2 separate regions of the Mus musculus genome follow, and region 1 is linked to region 2. The links are chromatin contacts, called in public promoter capture Hi-C maps. All regions are on one chromosome and are shown on one strand. Each heading gives the region's core, a stretch centred on a gene start, on an enhancer-like site or on the middle of the called end of the contact. The rest is flanking DNA. Distances are from core to core; before and after follow the strand shown.

What was found. Promoter capture Hi-C pulls out the DNA fragments that hold promoters and counts their contacts.
Region 1: a contact with region 2 is called in a promoter capture Hi-C map of liver, with 5 times the contacts expected there. The contact joins the enhancer-like site here to the promoter of Gpr33 in region 2. A contact is called at or near these places in 15 of 39 promoter capture datasets (the C10 cell line, HPC-7-derived erythroid cells, cranial neural crest and 8 more), 1 of 15 datasets of contacts at CTCF or cohesin (the NIH/3T3 cell line), 3 of 484 Hi-C or Micro-C datasets (cardiomyocytes, cerebellum and ventricular fibroblasts), 3 of 115 datasets of contacts at active chromatin or transcription factors (embryonic basal ganglia, embryonic fibroblasts and embryonic forebrain) and 3 of 9 other capture datasets (adipose tissue, liver and macrophages).

Annotation. Positions count from the first base shown.
Region 1 is chr12:52,570,584-52,575,751 of GRCm38.p6, reverse strand. It overlaps a transcript of Arhgap5 not described here. Among named protein-coding and RNA genes, the nearest start is that of 1700031P21Rik, 29 kb to the left of the region's middle. Within about 2 kb of position 2,206, at least 1 of the 459 cell types and tissues checked has an H3K27ac peak or open chromatin away from gene starts, as enhancers often do. A contact at or near this core is called in liver, where this site is marked.
Region 2 is chr12:52,025,881-52,030,964 of GRCm38.p6, reverse strand. It overlaps Gpr33 (G protein-coupled receptor 33), which reads left to right and starts at 2,902. Exons shown (of 2, transcript NM_008159.2): 1 at 2,902-3,031.

The DNA.
Region 1 (5,168 bases), core at 957-3,456, 550 kb before region 2:
GGTAGATCTGGCTGTGGGAGAGGTTGGACGCAGTGAAGAAGTGACATGTGTGGTGGTAGGTAGGGCAGATCCTGACAGAAGCCCAGAGGTTGGTGGGATCTAGGACAAGCCAGTCTGGGCAGGGGCACTCTGGGTATGGGACCAGAACAACAATCTGGCAAGTTGAGAAGGTTATCACTCATTTGAAAGACCATCTTTTTGTTTTTTTGTTCTTTATATGATCTCTCAGGTGCAACTACAAGAGGAATGACAGACACTCAGGAAGACAAAGTTCACAAAACTGATAGATCTTATGGATAGGACACACATGCCGCACAGAGTAAAACATCAGGATGGTCAGGAAGCAAAAAAAAAAAAAAAAAAAAAAAAAAAGGAGCAAAGGGAAAGCATTAAGCCAATGCTTTTATTGGTGTTTAAGAAAACACAAGACAAAGTACAGTTTAGGATTAGCTACTTTGTGTAATTTTGGAGGCCTCTAAGCTACTTTTCTGGCAACTGGGCCCTGGAGTAATCATGGCATATATTGTCTACTAGACTGATAGTCAAACAGAGGCAATATGCTTCCTGATTAGTTTGGATACCAAAGACTTCTACATTTTCCATTTGATTATACAGGGTCTTTCACACCATAGGTATACGTTGAGGGATGGAGAATGTACGACCAGGGCAGGGGAACAGCACAAGTGATATGTGTGCTGCCGAACTCTGCTCAGGTGCAAACCCAGGTGGATTGTCCTTACTTTATAATGGGTTGCTGTTATCTGTTTGCACTGAAGTCTACCAAACTCATCTCATTGTCAGCTTGACACGCATGGTTGTCATGTATTCCCGAGTCTAAGAACATGTAGCCTTGTTTCAGATAATGTGGTCTTGTTTCAGAAGCTTACTGCATGTTCCTAAGGTACATTGCATACATTCATTACATCTTCCCTGCTACTTACCTCTCCACTATGGTCACCTACATGGTACAGCTCAAGAAAGAGGTGTCAGAACATAAACGTGTGTTTTCTGAGAAGTTTTCCTTGATTGTTTTGGGTCTGGCAGGCTCCTCTTTGTGAGAATAGGTTTTATCAGAATTCAAAGTAGATGTAGGTTAGATTCAAACTATGGTTAATTTTGTTCTGTAAAACGCTAGAAGTCTGAAGCCATTTTGCATCTCTGCTCATGGGGTAGGTAAGAATGCTAATGGCATTAACTCTGGTAAAGGTCAGGGATGTTGCTAGAGATCTTACAATATACAAGACATCTCTCAATACAAATAACCATCGTGTCCAAATACCAACAATGCCAAAGCTGAGGGGCCTTCGTCTCTGTTTTGTCTTCAAAGGCTATAAAAAGTCCAGCAGATGGACTTTTATATACTGTGCCTGTCTGTAGTAGGGGACAAAAGATGAAGCACAATTCAAAAGACCTGTTCTTTCTTATTCCTTAGGTCATAATAACTTATAACTGCATTATTCTGCTGAGCTGAACCTTGTAGGACTGAGTGTCCTGCATATCCAGTGATGTTTTTAGTTTTTTTTGTCTTTATTTTCTTTTTCGTTTGCCTGAAGACAGTATGACAACACCAGCTGATCATATTTGTATACCTATATGAAATTTTTAAAAAAACTTTTTATATCTGACATAATCACATACTTTTCCTTTATTCTGCATTGTTTTTTCAAAATTAACTCTTAATTATAAATTTCATTACATACAAATGGTTATTTGCATTTAAATTCATGAAGATTACCTCAGCTATATTCTTTTGAATTTTGTTGGCAAGTTTATGTGGGCTTGATCAATCTAGTAAAGGCTTTAAAGATTTAGTAAAACTCACCTGCAAAGTCAAATGGATGCATGTAAACTTGGAATTACAAGTACAATTTAATGTGGCTCTTTTTTCCCCCAATGTAACTTCTAAAAGTTCTTTTATTTACTTCAGATCATGTAAAGCAGCAGTCTGAATCCCTTAAAAATACATTCTCATACAGAAAACCTACTTAATCCACAAGGGATATTAATTGTATGTATGTATGTGGGTGTGTGCATGAAGGCATGTGGGGAGGACAGATGTTATTGTAGTTTTCTCCTTGTACAAAATGTGTTCTAGGGTCCAACTCATTATTAGACTTGGCAACAAGCAGAGCCTACTCACTGACCAAAGCCCCACTTTTGTTGGACGTTAAATTCTAAATAATCTTGTTGTTATGCTTTGGCCCTTGGACTTTGACTGAGCAAACAAACATGGTTATCTAGTTCTAGCTTAACTTGCAGTCAACTGGTGCTTTATGCTCACAGTAGATGCTTGCAATCACATAGAATAGCTTTTGAACAAAAAAAGTCGAGCCTTATACAATGTGAATTCCACAGACCATGATCACTGAGGGTCACTTTGGAGGCTGGTTATAGTTAACATCATTTTCATTCAGTATCTAACAGTTTTCAACATGGAGTTCTGGGTAAATGCTTTTTCAAGGCCAATTCATTCATTTTGCAAGAGTAAATTCTCTGATCTGCCATCAAGTTTATTTTGTTATGACCAGAGGATATAGTTGTGAAGAAGATATATGATCTTCTGGCGACTTTTCCCTCTATATGCAATATAATTTCTCTACTGATTAGAAATACCAAAGCACAACATGTTTTCTATGAGTACACGTATAGTCTTCTCCATTCTGAACTCTCCAATGTCCAGTGAAAACACATGGTCTGAATGTTCTGCTGAATTGTCTCTTCCATATGATTTCTCTCAAGAATCTAAGTACTGGTGAGTGAGGCACACATGCTTGAGACAACTCATTAAGTGGCATATATCTTTGCAATCTGATGATCCTCAAAAAAATCTACTAAAGTGTAATATTTTAATGATTAGCAAATACTATATAATCATCACACTCAAAATTCTTTAGGTTATCCTTCAGAATATAAATAAGAACCTTCATATATCATGCTTCTTATTTATTTCCTATAACTAAAATTTTACTTCAATCTGTATTATGAATAATCAACTATTACATACAGATACAGAAATAGATTGGAGGCTTTAATTTTACTAACAATCTATGCCAGTGATCAGCCAACTAAATTCTACTGGCCTAATAATTTAGTTAGAACACTCACATTCATTTCTATTTTGTTAATGGCTACTTACAGACTATAGTTAAAATAAGTAGTGCTATAGTGATCAAATGGCCTGAACATTTTAATATATTTATTATCTGACTTCCTAAAGGAGAAAAAGGGCTAATTCCTGATCTATACCATGGAAATAATAATTTTAAGGTAACAACAGTTATTTTGTAACTGAAGTATTAGATAAAACAATTTGCATTTTTAAAGTACAGTTAGAAAGCCTCACTTACAAGGTTCTAACTAAAAGGAAATATCCCGCAGGCATGTATGACTGCCAAAAAATGGCAAACAGAGGAGAAATTTTAAGAAGTAACATGGGAGGATACAGCTAGCTTTCTGTTTTTCTGTTTTTTTAAAAATATTGTGTTATTTTTAATAATTTAATCTACAAACTTAATTTGGACTCCTATATAAAAAATGATAGTAATACATATTGTTTCTGATCCTAGTTATCATTTCTTGAACACCTAAATTTATCTGGACAAAATGAAAGAACAAAAATCAGGAGGAAGAGCTTCAAACATAAAACTGACAAAATATTTTAGATTTAGACAATAGTGACCAAAGCATTCACAATTCAAGTACGTACACACACACACACACACACACACACACATGATCTAGTGAGGAAATATAGATAATTAAAAAGACTTGGATCAGTTGGTAAATCTGTATTGCTTATGTTGAAGAAAAAAACAATATAAATTTGAAAACATGTTATGTTAGGAGAGTCCATTACTAAATTACTCATGGTGACTTTACCAATTCAAGAAACCAAAAATAAAATCTGCACTATGGTGATTAACAAGTTTGGTTTTTCAACCACAAATTCTTTGACAGCTACTTACAGATGTATATTAGGCATGTATATATAAACACACAAATATATATTTGCAAATTTTAACAGTTCTAACAACTGGTAAGCAAGAAATGTCAACACTGTAATACTAAATATAAAAAATGTTAACTTCCTCTGTCATTCACTGGTTTTCCAAAATCAATTTGGCTACTTCTAAAATTTTCATAAAAACTAATTTCTCACCATTCAACTAAGATGAGAATATGAAATCCTGTGATTCCCCTTTTCTCCATCCTCCAGGAAAAGGAATAATTGTGTCTATGATATCCTCTCATATATAGGATGATGATGAGTCAACTAATATTTCTCCAAGTTCATTAAAATTATATTTTAACTGTTTTATAAAAACTAGGGTACCTGTATCACAGCAAATCACTGAATTTAAGAATATATGTTAAAACCAAACAGATCCTATAATAAAAAATGGTTTGGTGTACTTTGAAGAATGGTATCCTCCTTAATTAAATATTACTTACGGGTTTTTGGTAACTGGAAAAGCCTAAGAATTCAAATCCAAGATATGCATAGGTATTTAACTCAAAGAGAACTCACCAGATCCATAGATGACAGCAGATAGTCATAAAGTTGGGCTTATCTTATTTTCAAGCCATGAAGAAAAAGCAGAAACATTATTTTCCAACATTGATAGCTCTGCTCTAATATTTTAAAAACATTTCTAGTGGTTTGAAAGAATTTCTCTCAAAATCCAAATTCACATACAATTGTTTAATTTGTACATTTTATTTTGTTTTCCTATTTTTAAACCTTTTTAAAAGGTAGGTTCTAATGTGTTGCAGGCTATGCTCAAACTATGTAGTCAAGGACGATTCTGAACTTTTGATTTTTCTGCCTCTATCTCCTATATGCTAGGATTATAGATAGGTGCCAACAGGCTTGGTTTATGTAGTGCTGGGTGAGGGCTGACTCCAAGGCTTTGTGGAACCTACGCAAACACTCTACCAACTGAGCTACACACCCTCAGGCCCTAGTTTTAAAAGCTTATATTCACAATGAGTTTTTCATTTCCTTTCATTGTATAAGGAAAGTTCAATAACAAAGTCATCCAGTACAATCTTAATTATATTAATATAAAAATTTAAATGTTCCTACTTTACCTAAGATTAGCTAATTTTTACCAACAACATGGTAAATATAGGCAACTTTAATTTAAAATCGCACTGCTTCTTAATGT
Region 2 (5,084 bases), core at 1,653-4,152:
GAGGGGGGGTCGGTCAGTAAAATGCTTGCTGTACAAGGAGGAGCTGAGTTTGATGCCCAGGACTATAAAGAGCCAGTGTAGCAAGGGGTGATGACACAGGCCTTCAATCCCAGTGCTGGAGAGCCAGAGACAGGCAGATCTCTGTGAGTTCAAGGCCATCCTGGTCTACAAACCAAGTCCAGGAAAGCCAGGGCTCTGTTACACAGAGACACCTGTCTCAAAAACAAACAAACAAACAGAACAAAGCCAAAACAAAACAAAGTGTGGTGACACTTGCCTGTAATCTCAGTGTTGGAGACGAAGAAACAAGAGAGGGTTCCTAAGGTCTGCTGGCCAGTCAGTCTAAACAAATTGGTGACCTCCAGGTTCACTGAGAGAGCCTGTCTAAAAAATTTAAAAATTAAAAAATTTTTAAAAATTTAAAATACATATATGTACAGAATGATTGGGAAAGATGCTCTGACAGTGACTTCTGACCTGCACACACATGTGCATGCACACACGGAAGCAGAAAGGGAGGGAGGGAAGTCTCTCCCAGACACCTATGACTTCCTTCAGGCTGGAAACCGCTGGGCGAATACTTTCTCAAAGCTCTTTCCTGTGCTGCCTGACCAATGAAGACACTCACTGTGTAAATGACAAAATCTACAAATAAGAGAAAATGGGAGAGTGTTTAATTTTTCTTCTCATCACTAGAAAACCTAAAATCGACATCTTCCACACTCTCTTCAAGAATTTGCTGTTTCCCTCTAGTTAATTATTAAACCAGATGACGCAAACACTGTAGAAAACACACAGACCACTTGAAGAAATGACTTCCCTTCTATGGCTTCGTTGGGGATATGACTGTTCATTTGTCTTTCACTTTTAATTAAGTCAGGTGATTTCAAGTCAAGAAACTGATCTGTGTCCTTGGCTCCAACCACAGTATGAACCATATAGAAATGAAAAGCCAAGGGCTCTCAGCCAAGGGCCCTGGCTGCCCTGCAGAGGACACTGGTCCAATTCCCAGCACCCACATAGTAGCTCACCACCATCTACAACACTGGTTCCAGGGACTCTCACACCCTCTTCTGTCCTCTTAGGTCACCAGGCACACATGTGGTGCACAGGCATACACGACAGCAAAACGTCCACGCATATAAAAAATATAATTTTTAAAAGATTAAGAAATGAAGAAACGGACGATGTTGCTGAGGAGCCTGAATACCTATTGTGTCTAAGGCCTGGAACATCTCTCTCCAACATCCCTCAACTACTCAGTTCAGGTAGCATCTTCAACAACTGTAAACATTTCGGGCAACTACTTTGAATTATTTATCTTGTTTGTCTCAGTTTGCACACTGTCTGGCAGGCTAGAGTATTCATAAATATTTCTTGAATTATGGCATTCGGATACATTTGCTCCAGCCCAGTGGACTTGTAAGTGTGCATTCTGTTGCAACTTACATAATGCCAGTACCAACTCAACTGTTATTCATTCAATACTTGCCCTGTGCCTGCCATTGTACTGAGCCTTTTAGACGTATTTCACTTTATCCCCACAAGGGTAATCAAAAAACAACAACAAAAACAACTCATTCCTGTTCTTTTTTTTTATGTTAACATATGAAGAGGCTGAGACTCTGATAATGTGCAGAGAGATACAGATAGCCCTATAATAGAGATAGAGGCACCATTGGGATTTCTACACGGGGTGTGGCAGCTCCCTCTGCCCTGTATTATACAGTCACTATCATTCCCACAAGCTGTGCATTGGAATTTTTAGTGCACATTATTTTCACCCCAGCTTCTTTATTAACTGTTAACAGAATCTAGGATGGGCTCTCAGAGAGTTTCAAGGGTCTCAACTCCTTCATCTGTGGAAAGGGAGTTTAATGAAAAACCTATCATGATTTGCTTAACCCCTCTGGGACTTAGTCTACTAATGTTCAGAACAAGCAGGTTTGGACCCGGTAATTCCCCGTTACATATGGATCTATACATGAACCCAAAAGCCTCCAGAGGAAGTCCTTTCTAAAATGTAGTAATAAGTTTGAACGTCATCCTTAGCCTACCAAGAAGATCTGTAGCTCAGTTGAAGGTCACAGACAGGAATGAATTAAGATCTAAGATTTAAGCCAATTTCAAATAAGTCTGTAGTCTAGCTGTGAAAGCATTAAGTTCTGAGTAGACAGAATAGACGGTGGCTCTTACTCCCAAGCTTTCACCACTGAAGATACACTGTTTCTGATGCATTTTCTACTCTGGCAGTGATGAGAGGAAGAAGAAAGGACCATGAGGCTGGCACTGAGGTGGATCTGAAATGGGGGAGGGGGACTAGAGAGAGGAGTGAACCAGCAATGAATGGTTCACAGAGTCCGTCGTGCTGTAAGATAATGACTCGGCTCTGTCCCCCAACAACTGTCCAGATGCAACCATTCTGTCTACCACTCTTCCTCTTTCCAGACTGAACGACGACAGTCTTTGACCTGTCACCTTCATTCTGCTTAGTGTGAGAACCAGAGTTTAAGTTTTTCTCTTTAACAATTTTCTTTCCAGCGAGATCAGATAGTTAAGTTCCAGATTCTATAACACCCAGGGCTCGTGCCTACCGTCTTGCTGTGTATCTACCGTTGATGGCCCATAAGCCAATGAAATCTCCAAAATCAAACCTGCCTGGTGGGATGAACAGACCTGAGGATGGAATTGAAACCAGTGTCTTAACACCTGACATTATCCTATTAACCTTAACTGAAATGATTGTTCACAGAATTTTTTGACTCTCATTTTGAAATCGAGAAATGGTTTGGAGAAGTACTTCTGTCTTGGACTCCACCTCCACAGCAGTATGTTCTACAGAAAAGAAACCGGAGGAGTTGAAAGACTCTGTGAACTTGTCAAAGGCAAGACTAAAGAGCAGCATCCACCAGAAAGGGATGAGAGGAACAAAATAAAGGCAGAATCTCCAGTTGCTGCCCCTTCCCCCAGAGAGAAGACTGTTGGACACTGTGGCATCTCAGACTACTTGGCATGAAGACACAGCTCTGAGGTAAGACCCCTGGGCCCAGCAGGATTCTCAGCTTCCTAAAGATCAGCTAGTCTGAGGCTCCTGAGGCTTTCCTCCAGACGCAGCTCAGTGTCTCTGGAAGCTCTGGAGGCTCTAGAAGCTGCTCCAGCCAAAGCTACCAATGCATCAAGAGAAGAAGATCTGAGAGTGTAGCTAGAGAAGATAGACTCTCAGAGGTTCCGTACAAGTGCTTCCGGAAAGAGAGAAATAGAGTCTGTAGCTTTAAAAGGGTTAAATGAGGATTTGATTGGTTTTACTCTAACAAGTTGAGCAAAATGGCACGTTTAAATAACAAATATTAGGCCTGTGGTGGTGGCATGCACCTTTAATCCCAGTACCTGAAAGGCAGAAGCAAGCAGACCTCTGAGTTTGAGGCCAGACTACAAAGTAAATTCCAGGACAGCCAGGGCTACAGAGAGAAATGTTATCTCAAAAAAACTAAAAAACAAAACAAAACAAATAAACAAACAAACAAAAAAACCTAAAAACTGTCATCAGCCATTTTAGGCACTAAGTTCACTGCCCCATTCAGTCTTCATAAAAACTCTAAGGGGTTAAAGAGGTCACAGAGCTAGTAGAGTAGACTCAAAATTATACTCCAGTGCTTCAAGCCATCTTAAAAGGTGTTCAAGAATGAAGAACTTCTCTTAACTTCTGCATCACACAGTGGGTCTTTATCCACACATATTCATCACATACACACAATACTAATACACGTTGTTGTTTTTTTTAAGTTTTTCAAGACAAGGTTTTTCTGTGTATTCATGGCTATTCTGGAACTCACTCTGTTCCAGTCTGGCCTCAAAACTCAGAGATCTACCTGTCTCTGTCTCCCAAGTGCTGGGGTTAAAGGCATGTGCCACCATGCCTGGTAGTAGTATACCTTTCATGCTAAAAATCATGACGAATTTTCATAGTATATTCAATACATTAATGCTTCCAAGAACCTTATGTAAAATGCAAAGCCACCAATTCTAATTACAGAACAAAGTTTTTATTCTGTTTAAGTTTATATTAACTTCAGACACTAGAGTTCAGCCTCACAAGTCAACAAATAAAGCATCCAGAAACTCAGCTTTCTATATGCATATACACTGAGAGATATCAAACACACACAACACAGACACACCAACACCACACATGTACCACTTGCACATATGGACACACAAGAACAGATATACACTTAAGCAATGCATAATATACATACACACACATACACACACACTTCACAAATACACTACAGATGACATACACAGACTTACATGGGCACACACAGAACTTTAGATATATAATCTATGGATAAAAATACACCCCACAGTGAAATGCTTACTATATATGCACCTGCATACACACAAATGCACCACAGATGCACAGACTACAGGTATTATACACACACTGAGAGAGAGAGAGACAGAGAGAGAGACAGAGAGAGAGACTGAGAGAGAGACTGAGAGAGACAGAGACAGAGAAACAGAGAGAGACAGAGGGAGAGAGGGAGAGACTGAGAGAGAGACAGACACAGAGAGAGAGAGACAGAGAGAGAGAGAGAGAGAGAGAGAGAGAGAGAGAGAGAGAGAGAGAGACTGAGAAAGTCTCCAGGGATTCGTTTCTCCTATCCACTCAAGCCCCAGTATCTACACACTTCCTGCCAACCTGTTCTTTACATTTCAGTTGCCACCAGTCTTTTCTCCCCATCTCCCCTCAAGTAGGGAACCCAAGCTCTTTTCCTTTGTTGCCCAGTGGAGTCACCAACCCATGCTAATTGTAGGTTAACAGGACAGAGTATTCTACACACACAGGCACAGCAAGTGGGCTGTAAATAAGTGTTAGAAAAGCCCTTGCTGACATCCTCAGAGCTCTCTGCCTCCACCCTTTCTTCTCTACTGGACATCTGCAAGGCTCCTGGCTTTTCCTGTGTCTATCACCCTCCCTCTTCCTACCTCTTAAGGTCCCAGGACCTTCGCACAACCTCTTCATGAGTGCTGCTTTTACACTCACCGTTGCTTATACATAGCATCACTGTTCATTCTTCCTA